Linked DNA regions of Sus scrofa: all the other regions are linked to region 1. Evidence: chromatin contacts called from public HiChIP or PLAC-seq data. All regions are on one chromosome and are shown on one strand. Each heading gives the region's core, a stretch centred on a gene start, on an enhancer-like site or on the middle of the called end of the contact. The rest is flanking DNA. Distances are from core to core; before and after follow the strand shown.

Region 1 (2,928 bases), core at 216-2,715:
ATACACACTATTTTTCTCTCAACTGTTTGAGAGAAAGTTGCAGCCAAAAATCCCTTTTATTCCTAAATGCTTCAATGAGTCCTTCCTGAAAGCAAGGACATTCTTTTCCATTATACAAGCACAATTATCAAAATCAGAAAATTAACATTGATATAATATGACTGAATCTCTCACCCTTATTCAAATTTAACCAGCTGTCCCAATAATGTTCTTTAGCACAAAAGGATAAAAGTCTCCTGGTCCAGGTCACACATGGCGTTTAGTTATCTTGTCCCTTCAGTCTCCTTTAATCTGAAATCATTCTCAGTTTTTCACAAGATTGATAGTTTTGAGGAATATAAGCCAGTTATTTGTAAAATGTCCCTCAGTCTGGGTTTAAAGAATGAATGGGAGTTCCCGTCGTGGCGTAGTGGTTAACGAATCTGACTAGGAACCATGAGGTTGCGGGTTCGGTCCCTGCCCTTGCTCAGTGGGTTAACGATCCGGCGTTGCCGTGAGCTGTGGTGTGGGTTGCAGACGCAGCTCGGATCCCGTGTTGCTGTGGCTCTGGCGTAGGCCGGTGGCTACAGCTCCGATTAGACCCCTAGCCTGGCAACCTCCATATGCCGCGGGAGCGGCCCAAGAAATAGCAACAACAACAACAACAACAACAAGACAAAAGACAAAAGACAAAAAAAAAAAAAAAGAATGAATGAATTAAAAAGTCACCTTTCGGCAATGACCACGGTAATAATGGATCCAGACAACCACCAATCAACGCAAGAACTAGTGAATGCGAGTGTGATGAGCGAACAGGATTAAATCCATCATCTTGACACACTTTCCCATGTTTGTTTTTTTTTTTCTGTCTCTTTAGGGCCGTGCCCACAGCATATGGAATTTCTCAGGCTAGGGGTCGAATAGGAGCTGTGGCTGCCAGCCTCGGCTACAGCCACAGCAACTTGGCGTCTGAGCTGTGTCTGTGACCTACACCACAGCTCACAGCAAAGCCGGATCCTTAAGCCACTGAGCAAGGCCAGGGACCAGACCCGCATGGTTCATGACCACCGAGCCACGATGGAAACTCCCCCACCAAATGCTTGTTGATTACAAAGGAGAAAACAGTAGCTTCAGAGCAGGGAGGCCTGGCCCACCCCACCTTCACTGGGCGATCAAAGTCAACTGCAGCAATAGTGGGACAGACTGACTTCAGGCGCCTCTGATCTGATGAGCTGAGACCAGCTCAGCATTTTACGTCTGTGGTATTCCCACCAAAAACTCCTAACCTCAATCTGTCACGAACACCCCACTGAGCACATCAGAATGTTAACCCAACGTGAGGAAAGAGAAGCATGGGCTCTTTACAGATGAGAGACGTTCCCAGGGGACCCCATTTACAGCCTGGCGCTTCCGAACCTTCCCTGGCTCTGCCTGACTGCCTAAGGCTCTTCCTCTAAACTCAAGAGGAACTTGCCAGCCCACTTATTTCCCAACAATCCTCAGCTTTAGCCCTTTGTTTCACATCCTCCTTTTCCCGCAGAGGCTCGAAAACCATCAAAGGCTTTGAGTTTAGCGTCAAAGCTGCCTCATGGTCAGCGTCATCCTTGACCCCTAACTCAGCTTCCTCCGTGGATCCTCAGGCCTGGGTGCTGTGGCCCTCGTGTTCAACCCTCCTGTGTCCCCTCCCCAGCTTAACGTGGGCTCTGTGTATGGGCCTTGGGTCAGGACAGCAGCCTCATCCCATGGTTGAGTGACAACACCTCACTTTCTCCGTTTTCTCATCTGCTCAATGGGTGCACTGGTAGAGCTGCCGAGAATATAGGACAGAAGAATATTTATAAAATGCTCCTTGTGGAGTTCAGCATATAGAAAACTTGCAGTCAGTATTAGCGTTAATCATTATTACCGTAGTGGGCGTTTAAGCATGCATACTCTGGATCCAAACGGCCTGGTGCATCCTAGCTTGATGTCCATGTCCCGGGCAAATGATGTAGCCTCTGTTCAGAAATGGCTACAGGGATGAAATGAACAGTGCCCATCACCTTGTATAAGTTACGCAAATTTTGGCTGTTCTTTTTCTTCTTATTTTCTCTTTTCCTTTTTGAAAATCTTGTATCTGGGAGTTCCTATTGTGGCTCAGTAGGTTAAGGACCTGACATTGTCTTTGTGAGGATGCAGGTTCCACCCCTGGCCTTGGTCAGTGGGTTAAAGGACCCAGCGTTGGAGTTCCCATTGTGGCTCAGTGGGTTACAAACCTGACTAGTAGCCATGAGGATGAGGGTTCAATCCCTGGCCTTGCTCAGTGAGTTAGGGATCCAGCGTTGCCGAAAGCTGTGGTGTAGGTCACTGGTGAGGCTCGGATCCGAGGTTGCTGTTGCTGTAGTTGAGGCACAGGCCTCAGATGCAGCTCCGATTTAACCCTTAGCCTGGAAACTTCTGTATGCTGAGGGTATGGCCCCATGAAGACAAAAAAACAAAACAAAACAAAACAAAACAACGAAAAAACAAAAGACTCAAGAGTTTCCAAAAGCTACAGCACTGATTTGTTCTCTACCCTGGGAAAGTCCATGTGTTGCAGGTGCTGCCTAAGGGAAAATAAAAGCTTATATTTGGATAAGACTTCTGAGTTTGACATGAACTCTCTTATTTTGATGCTAATCCTCACTAGAGTAAGAAAGGAAATTTATCATTATCTCCATTTTATGGACAAGAGGACTGAAGTTAGGGAAATTAAACTAGCTCAGCAAAAACACACACCTGCAAATAGCAAAGCAGGACATTGATCCCAGGTCTTGGACACAAGCATGCTATTCTTTACAGCATTCATTTTCCCAAAAACTATTGATGAAACAGTATGTGCCAAGTGCTGTGCCAAGCACTGAGGATGCAAAGCCTCTGAGTTAGAGGAAGTGCATGAGAAAAAGAGACGGGTCCTGTGTTACAGGGTCC
Region 2 (2,928 bases), core at 166-2,665, 430 kb after region 1:
AGGAAGAAAGCGGTGGCATACAACTCCTGTTCATGAGAAGAGGGATGTGTGACCCTGGGCAGCCTGACAGCCTGGACCCTTCTGGAGGGTATTAGGGCCAGCCCACGGGGCACTTTGTGACAGTGTAGCAACCTGCCACTGGGCTGGCCCAAGTCCCCCCAGACAGATGTCAGAGGTACTTTATGTTCCAGAGAGTAGGGGACTCTGGGTCTTAGGTCTGTGCTGACCCAAGACAGCTAGACTTGGGGCATGGGGTAGTGTGGGGCATGGGGTGGTCTCACCTAGGACCCAAGTATGTGTATGTTTGTATGAATGTATGTGGGTATGTGTAAGTGTGTGTGTGTGCACATGTGTGTGTGAAGCGATATGTTAGCATGTGTATACATGTGTGTGTGTAGGGGTGAGTGTGTGATTGTGTGCCAGTGAGAGTGTATATGCATGCATTTTTGTGTGTATGATGTTGTGAGTGTATGTACGTGGGTGTGAGTGTTTGCCTGGGAGTCATATGTGAGCAGGTGTGTTTGGATGTTTGTGAGTGTATATGGTGGTGCGAGGGTGGGCATGTGTTTGTGCTAATGTGTGTGAGTGTGTGTGTCAGTGATGGCTGCCCTGGGTGGGCAGGATCTGGCCTTATAGGCACAGGACCACTCTGCGAGGGGAGGGTGCCATTCTTTCATTGTCCTGATGGTGCCTGACACTTGGGCTCCCCACATTTTCGCAGGTGCTCCATGAGCTCGTCAACATCTGCCCAAAGCATCACAGTTAACAGAGGAGAAGCCCCAGCAAGCCAGAGGGGCTGGTACCCCCGTCCATCACTGCATCCCACACCCAGGGGAGACCTGGGAAAGAAGGCGGACCCCCAGCAACCAGGGAGGGAGAAGATTCCAGAAGAAGGGGGCAGAGGAAGTAGAAAGCTGCCCTGACTCCTGTAAATATTTGCTCTCCTTGAACCACGTCGGTTCTCAAGTGTTTCCTCCAACATCTGATCTGTCAGATCACACGCTCGTGTATGCATCTGATTTTCAGCTTCTCCTTTTCAACGAAGCCTGAAGGCGGTGGACCTCCCCTGCTAGGGACACAACTTAGTGAGCACTGGACAGCGCACATGTGCACAAACTCTTTTCCTTCATGAGCTGTCAGCAGTTCCCCTAAATGAATCATCAAACCGGTCTGAAATTCTTTAGTACAGAGGACTTTTTGTAATCCTCTGGAGACTGTGGGTGTGTGTCTTTTGCCCTAAGTACATGCACACACACACGTACACCCTCTTACGCTCTCACACATACAACACAGGCTCACATCTTTTCCTTTCGGGCTGTCATTTGCGCGTGGATCTGAAGATACTTTTGTCGTGACAATGAAGAATCACGTTAAGCTTCAATCAGATCCCGTTTCTCTTTTACAGGACTGCCTTTGCCCCTGTGAGGAGGACCTCAGCTGGGACTCGTGTGGGGGTGCACTGCGGTGGTGAACGGAGCGCCTTCCTGTGGGGGTTGCTGCCACTCAGAAATACAGAAATAACAGAGCAGGCGTGGGGTCATTTTGTTGGCAAGCAAGCCCTGGGTCCCAGCTCTGCAGCACCCCCGTCCCTCCCGAGGCTGGGCTGATGGACTTCATGGCTGTGCTTGCTGACTCTGCCCGCCACCCCCTTGTTTGCGAAAGTCCGGCTTGAATGCCCCACGTGTGAGTCATCGCCAAACGTCTTACATCACTCAGCTTCCTTTGAACTTCTGTTCATTTATTAGCCGCCCCCCCCCCCCTTTCTTGAACTTGTTGTGTGTAAGCGTATTGCCTGTTTCTGAATGTTTTCATCCTGAGATACCAGACTGCTGTGGGGTGTTGTTCCTATATCCATTAAAATGCCATGATGGGGGGTAACGCAGTGGAGAAGGACCAAGAGTCCCAAACTCCAGGGAAGACTCTGGCAGAAACGTACCCAGCCTGTAATTTCAGTCTGTTTTATGTCCCTCTCCTCATTTGCTTAAGACCCAATGCTTGTGTGACGTAGAGACCTTACATGTCTCCTTCACTGAGATGAAGGGTTCCCTGCATGCCTGCAGGGAACGTCAGGGTTATTAAGAGAACGAGAGGAAGAATGACAAGGAAATGACATTGTGTCTAGGTGTGTTTCTCTAAATCCACTGAAAACAGTATTCTCTGAACCTGTTCCCTCTTCCCACTTGCTGAGCGTGAGAGCAGGGGCTGTATTTACAAGTCCTGCGAGTGGCGCTGTCCAGCTTCTTCGTCCGGCCCAAGTGGGTGGACTGCAGGCTGGTGGGGCTGGACCATGTGGCCAAGTGCCAGCACCATCACCTGTAGTCTTGTTTGCTGATTAGACTGTCACAGAGCGTCCGGGACACCCCAGATGAAGGCTGCGTTCTTGGTTCTTGGGTGAGCAGGAGCCTCGCAGGGGATGAAGTGTGTGCAGTGTTGAATGACTGCCCCCAAGTGTCCTTCTGCGGGAGAGGAGTGCAAGAAGGCAGCCTGCTGCTGCCTCCCCTGGGAGAGGGCCTCTGTGGGTGGGGAGCGTGCAGAGAAGACCCGGGAGAAGGATGCTGTGTTGTGAGAGCTCAGTGGGAGCTTGACCATTGGAGGACCGCTTTGGAAAAGCAAGGAGCCCTGGCCATGCTTCTAGAACACAGCCAGGTGTCAAAAGTCTGCTCTCCCTTGTCAGACAAGCATTGTCACTCACCCTCTGGGGTCAAGCAGCCTCTTGGTGGAGGTGATGCCTGTAAGGCAGGCAGCTGTGCCTTGAGGGACAAACTGCTGTCCTGTGCTAGTACCCTCCTGGCCCACTGCTCCCCTTTTTTGTGAATTTCACAAAGGTGCCCTTCCAGGACTCACTCCTTTGGTGCCCCCAGCTGGGCACCTGGCCCAGATGAGCAAATCCCAGGCTGGGTCCGGACTCCTTTTCCCCGTGACTAGGCA
Region 3 (2,928 bases), core at 125-2,624, 410 kb after region 1:
CAGTCAGACTTTGGCATCGTTTTCAAATCTCTGGGGAAGACAAAACCAAGTGGTCCATGCTGTTAATCCATACCTCAAGACTTGACTTTTTTTCTCCTCTGAGATTTAATTTTTACTTTTCAAAAATGTTTCAAGTGTGTCCGATGTTCAATGTTGTGTCAATTTCTGCTGTACAGCCAAGTCAAGACTTGACTTTAATTTAGAGGCCATGAGAATATTTTCTGACACCCACTTGCATGTTTTAGTAGTCATGTGGCCTGTTTTTCTTCCTCAGCTATAACTGACAAGCCTATAACCTGAGATTTGGATAATTGCCAGTGGAAATTAAGAAAACAAAAAAAAGAGGAGTAAGTTGGCACTATGCCCCATAAAATGATTTCACAAGTAGTGGGTCTGCTTGCTCAATGAAACAGTTCTTCTTATAACCAGTCATTACTGATTCCCACTTACTGCTCTTGCGGTTTTGGAAAAGAGTTCTTACTTATCTTTTCCATGTTCTACGCAATAACATCTTTTAGCTCGCCCTCAATGCTCCCTTTGGATGGCCAACCTTAGGTTTCGGACATTAATTTTGTGTTATTTCACTGTCATGATCACTACTAACGTTGTGATATTTGTCTTTTATTTGTTCCTCTGCATTTATATCAACAGTTTTAAACAAAAGTGTCAGCATACTGTATGGGTAGTTTAATATTCTGCCTTATTTCCTCAGCATTTCATTGTGAGACTCTTCCTATGGCTCCCAGACCCTCAACATACCAGTTTTGTGCATCATAGAATATTTTTTATAGTATTATACTGGACCACTGGTCATCATGTATTTGGCCATCTTGTATTTTTAAAAATTATTTTATTGAGGTATGGTTGATTTACAATGTGTTACTTTCTGCTGTGGAGCAAAGTGATTCAGTTATATATATGTATGTATATATATACTTTCTCATATTCTTTCCCATTATGGTCTATCACAGGATACTGAATATGCTTCCCTGTGCTATGTAGTTGGACCCTGTTTTTCATCCATCCTGTATATAACAATTTGCCTCTGCTAACCCCAAACTCCCAAGCCATCCCTCCCCAGCTTCTCCTTCCCCTTGACAACCACAAGTCTGTACTCTATGTATTTTCTGACATTTAAGTTGTGGCTAAAATTATACTATTATAATGTAAAGCTACGAGGAATCTCATTTGATACAAGTTTTTAGATGTCAGGACCATCTAGGCTTGAGTTAACAATAACCTCAAAATCTCAGTGGCTTAAGGTAGCAAAATGTTGTTTCTTGTTCACTTTTAAATGGAACCAAGGCTGGCCAGGAGCTCCATTCCACAAAGTCACTCTGTCCTAGAGGCAAAAGCAACACCAGCACTGCCACCAGCCTTCCAGGGTTCGGCAGGGCACAAAGTGAATGGGGAGCTCCCCCTGGCCTTCTGCGTTGAGCAGGGAAGTGAAACTCATCACTTCCGTTCACAGCCTTGGCTCCCAGCCAAGGAGGTGGTTTGTAACCTTTGACGAGCCCAAAGGAGAAGAGAGCAGGATGTGTGCAGGCAATTTTAATAGCTCCCCCCCACCCCCGTACAAGTGGATGACTTATTTAGGATACATGTCTTAACGAAGGGAGTTATTGGGTTTTGCCACCTTTTTTTTTTTTTTCCTAAGAATCTTATAACATTTTTATCATACCATCAGCTTTTTTTTGTCCCTGAAAAGCCCAAATGTTATCATTTTTTACTCTTTGCTGATCTAAGAGTTGAGAAATGCTGTCTCATTGTTTTTCAACTTGTGTTTCTTTCATTACTGTTGGGAGCAGAACTTTTCTCATCTGTTTATTATTCATTTTTAGTTTTGCAAGAGGCTCATAGGTGAACAACAACAAAAAATAACCTGAAAATTCTCTGAGCCTCCCTGGCCCACTTCATCTCTGGAATTTAAAATGCTTTAAAAGCCCTATCAGAATGACCCTGCCGCTCAGCTCACTGTTTTTCTCCTGATGGTAATTTGAACCTAAAAAAAAAAAAAAAAAAAATTCTTTTTGTTTCTAACAGGAACTCTTTTTTTTTTTTTTTTTAAATCTTTTTAGGGCCACACCTGCGGCATAGGGAGATTCCCAGGCTAGGGGTTGAACTGGAGCTACAGCTGCAAGCCTGCACTACAGCCATAGCAATGCCAGATCTGAGCTGCATCTGTGACCTACACCACAGCTCACAGCAACACCAGATCCTTAACCCAGTGATGGAGGCCAGGGATCGAACCTGCAACCTCATGCTTCCTAGTCGGATTCATTTCCATTGCACCATGAGGGGAACTCCTCCAACAGGAACTCTTATCCCTTACTTGTGGGAATGCAAAATGGTGCAGCCTTTTTGGAAAATAGTTGGGCAGTTTCTTACAAAATTAAATATACTCTTACCATATGATCCAGTCATAACACTCCTCAGTATTTAGCCAAAGAAGTTGAAAACTTCTTTCTACACAAAAAGCTGCACATAGATGTTTATAGCAATATAACATAACTATATTTATCACTGTCCAAACTTGGAAGCAACTGAGATGTCTTTCAGGTTAAATAAACTGTGTTACAACTAGATAATCAGCATTAAAAAGAAATGTGCCACCAAGCCTTGTTCCCATTGACCTCTCCCTCACCTTGCTCCTTTAGACCTAAAGGCACCTACATTTATTAGCCCCCCATTGTTTTCCTTTAACTCTTGTAATTGGTTCCTTTATTAAATTGCCCTGATGAAACTTAAAAAAAAACTGCTCTTTTTTTTAAATTGAAGTATAGTTGATTTACAATGTTGCGTTAATTGCTGCTGTCCAGTAAAGTGATTCATTTATACATATATATGCATGTATATATGTATATGTGAGCATACATGTATATATGTGTCTATGTGTGTATGTGTCTATACATGTATGTATGTGTATAT
Region 4 (2,928 bases), core at 147-2,646, 300 kb after region 1:
GTAGATTTCTGACTTTGGGTACATCAGAACTGATGTCTATTAAATAAACTAATGTTAATTGAATCACAGTAAGAGAACAGTATAATATATTAATCATTAAGTATTGATATTAATATTATTAATATATTATTATTATTACAGGACAAAATAATTGCAATCAAAATGTAAAATGTATTTGCAGTCAAAAAGATAGGGTTTACTGCTGTGTTATCTTTCAAATATTGCCCTGAAGAGGAACCCCGGGAACAGAAATTTCCTGCTCCAGCTGAGGCTGCACCTGCGTGGTCATGAGATTGGCTTGGTCTGTGGAGAATTTCAGGGGTTAAACTGAGCGCCATAGCCATAGTTCAAAGCAAATCAATCCATAAATGCTGAGTTCCCAAAGTAAAAATCAAAAGTTAATTATCAAAATCCTAGCCTTTATAAATGCTTTTATGTTGTAGAAGAAGTACAAATTTTTCTTCCCTGGTGTTAAATTCATGTCCCATTGTTGGACATGAAGACTATGACGACAAAACAGTTTATTAACTTTAACTTGTCAGATCTTTGGGCAGGATTTCAAATATAGTAAGAGTCAGCTCGTGATGGAAGATGAAAAAAGAGAAAAAAGTAAAATGAAAATAATCAGAATGAAGTTTGATGATTGATTATTTCCAATATAGCTTAAGGGACCAGATAGATTCTAGTTGGTTACCAGAATGTCTCATTGGCCCTGTTACATTTCAGAGGAAGTTTTCAGGGAAGGTGTTGTTGAGAACAATGGGTAGATATTCCAGAGTCCTCCCCCCCCACTGGCAATGGCAACGCTCAGAGCTCAAACACAGTGGCCATTGTTGCGAACATGGCTAATCACCGATACGCTCCACTGGAGTCTGTGTTGATATTACCAAAAACAGTTTATGCTACACAGACTCTTTATTCATGTAACAATTACAGCCTATTTGTCTTGGGTATTTCGCAACTGTTCTTGTTGGATAACACTGGCAAGCTTAAGTAATAGTTTCTTGCTAACATTATTGCTCAAGAACATCAAACATGATGCATTGAGTTTTCGTGTGTGATGCGTCTGTCTTTGGCTTCGGGCGTCTTTGACCTTTTCCTTTTTTTATGTATCAAATAATCTGATGGTGGGGTTCTGCCTATTGTTTCTAACACAAATGCCAGGAACCACTTGAGCAAACTTTTTGATTTCAGTTTTAATGGGTAGTTTTGACGATGATCAAGCGTAACACGTCCCAGCCAGCCACAACGCTGTGCCAGAAACCAGGGACTTCAAAGAGTCTTCTTTGTAGAACTCCAAAGGAACTGAAATTTCTGTTTCTCCATATCGTCCAACTTAATTGTTGGCAAAAAGGGACTGTTGGCAGGAAGCACACATCACGTGGTTCCAGTTCTGCTTCAGCAAAGGGCAATAGGAGGCAAGAACCCTGCCCTGCATCATGCAGCCGTGGGCTCTGATCCCCTGACACGTGCTTCAAAACACATTATGCAATAGGACTGATTAATGACTGCTTGCATAAGAGGTTTTTCATTTCCCCAAATGCAAGCATCCTGGGAATGATTAACTTTGTGACATAACTCTCATCACACAACTATGGAAGATTGAAACAGAGCTTCAAGATAATGTGCTTCAGAAATAACCAAATGCATTTTAGCTTCTTAATGGGTACATGATTAACAGCTTTTTTATTGCCACTGGGTAAAATAGAGAAACCTACTTGGGATTTTTGTTCAGAGCGGGAATTTCATGAGATGGGCTCATGCATGAACACTCTGCTATTGCATTTTAATTTTACCTTTGCATATTCTAATTTGATGTGAAAAATCTCAGATCTATTTTGCGATGACCCATCTTGTGAGCTAAAGATTGAACATATGTTACTTTTATTAAACATTTTTGGGTCAAAGAGCTCTGCCTCTCACATCCCCAAGCATGTTAGAGAGTTCCCATGATGGTTGTTATTGATTGCCTGCAACTGAAAAGGTTTGCATTTTATTCAAGATTTTCAAATCTTAGTTGAGGATGGTCTGAGATGCTTGGTGTGTTAGGGCTCTTCGGGGTGGGTGGCAGGAAATCAACCAAAGCGGTTTGGGCACAAGGGAGTTTCGTGACTCTCAGTGTGGAACTCTGACAGGACAGGGGAGCAGCATTCACAGGGCCCCCAGGAACCAGGGGCCCAGGGCTGTAGGGACAACACTCCATTTCTCATAACATGTTCTCTGCCATGTGGCTTCATCCTCTGAGCCTGATCCTAGGGCCTGGCTTCATCTGATGGCAGATCCCAGCTGCCTGCCTCAGCACCAGGGAGGATAGGAAACTTCACTCAGTTCTAAGTCAAAAGAAAGAAAGAAAGAAAAGAAAAGAAAGAAAGGAATGAAGGAAGGAAGGAAGGAAGGAAGGAAGGAAGGAAGGAAGGAAGGAAGAAAGAAAGAAAGAAAGAAAGAAAGAAAGGAAGGAAGAAAAAGAAATGAGTTCCCGACATGGCGCAGTGGAAACAATCCAGCTAGGAACGATGAGGTTGAGGGTTCAATCCCTGGCCTTGCTCAGTGGGTTAAGGATCCAGCTGTGCCATGCGCTGAGATGAGGCTTGGATCTGGCGTTGCTGTGGCTGTGGTGTAGGCCGGCAGCTACAGCTCTGATTCAACCCCTTGCCCGGGAACCTCCATATGCCGCAGATGAGGCCCTAAAAAGCAAAAACAAAACAAAACCAAAAAACCTCCCAAGAGAGGTCTCTACTCGGCCTTGCTGGATCACATGTCCTCCGTGTGGCCTCAGAAGTGGGCATTATGCGTGGAGGAGGGGCACCTCTCCAATAGACAGAAGGCCTGCTGTTCTAGCCCAAAAAATCACAGTGGCTACGGAGGGCCAACCTCAGCTCAACCAGTCATCCTCTCCCCAAGAAGCCCCCAAATCACCTTCAAGCATTT

Evidence for each region. HiChIP or PLAC-seq counts read pairs in DNA pulled down with a chosen protein or histone mark.
Region 2: an H3K27ac HiChIP or PLAC-seq map of alveolar macrophages shows a contact between it and region 1. The contact joins two enhancer-like sites. A contact is called at or near these places in 2 of 47 Hi-C or Micro-C datasets (alveolar macrophages and embryonic fibroblasts) and 1 of 2 datasets of contacts at active chromatin or transcription factors (alveolar macrophages).
Region 3: a contact with region 1 is called in an H3K27ac HiChIP or PLAC-seq map of alveolar macrophages. The contact joins two enhancer-like sites. A contact is called at or near these places in 1 of 47 Hi-C or Micro-C datasets (alveolar macrophages) and 1 of 2 datasets of contacts at active chromatin or transcription factors (alveolar macrophages).
Region 4: a contact with region 1 is called in an H3K27ac HiChIP or PLAC-seq map of alveolar macrophages. The contact joins two enhancer-like sites. A contact is called at or near these places in 1 of 47 Hi-C or Micro-C datasets (embryonic fibroblasts) and 1 of 2 datasets of contacts at active chromatin or transcription factors (alveolar macrophages).

The regions. Positions count from the first base shown.
Region 1 is chr14:2,683,163-2,686,090 of Sscrofa11.1, reverse strand. No RefSeq gene overlaps it. Among named protein-coding and RNA genes, the nearest start is that of NFIL3, 81 kb to the right of the region's middle. Within about 2 kb of position 1,465, at least 14 of the 83 cell types and tissues checked have an H3K27ac peak or open chromatin away from gene starts, as enhancers often do. A contact at or near this core is called in alveolar macrophages, where this site is marked.
Region 2 is chr14:2,257,383-2,260,310 of Sscrofa11.1, reverse strand. No RefSeq gene overlaps it. Among named protein-coding and RNA genes, the nearest start is that of SYK, 160 kb to the right of the region's middle. Within about 2 kb of position 1,415, at least 35 of the 83 cell types and tissues checked have an H3K27ac peak or open chromatin away from gene starts, as enhancers often do. A contact at or near this core is called in alveolar macrophages, where this site is marked.
Region 3 is chr14:2,276,002-2,278,929 of Sscrofa11.1, reverse strand. No RefSeq gene overlaps it. Among named protein-coding and RNA genes, the nearest start is that of SYK, 170 kb to the right of the region's middle. Within about 2 kb of position 1,374, at least 12 of the 83 cell types and tissues checked have an H3K27ac peak or open chromatin away from gene starts, as enhancers often do. A contact at or near this core is called in alveolar macrophages, where this site is marked.
Region 4 is chr14:2,384,724-2,387,651 of Sscrofa11.1, reverse strand. No RefSeq gene overlaps it. Among named protein-coding and RNA genes, the nearest start is that of AUH, 160 kb to the left of the region's middle. Within about 2 kb of position 1,396, at least 32 of the 83 cell types and tissues checked have an H3K27ac peak or open chromatin away from gene starts, as enhancers often do. A contact at or near this core is called in alveolar macrophages, where this site is marked.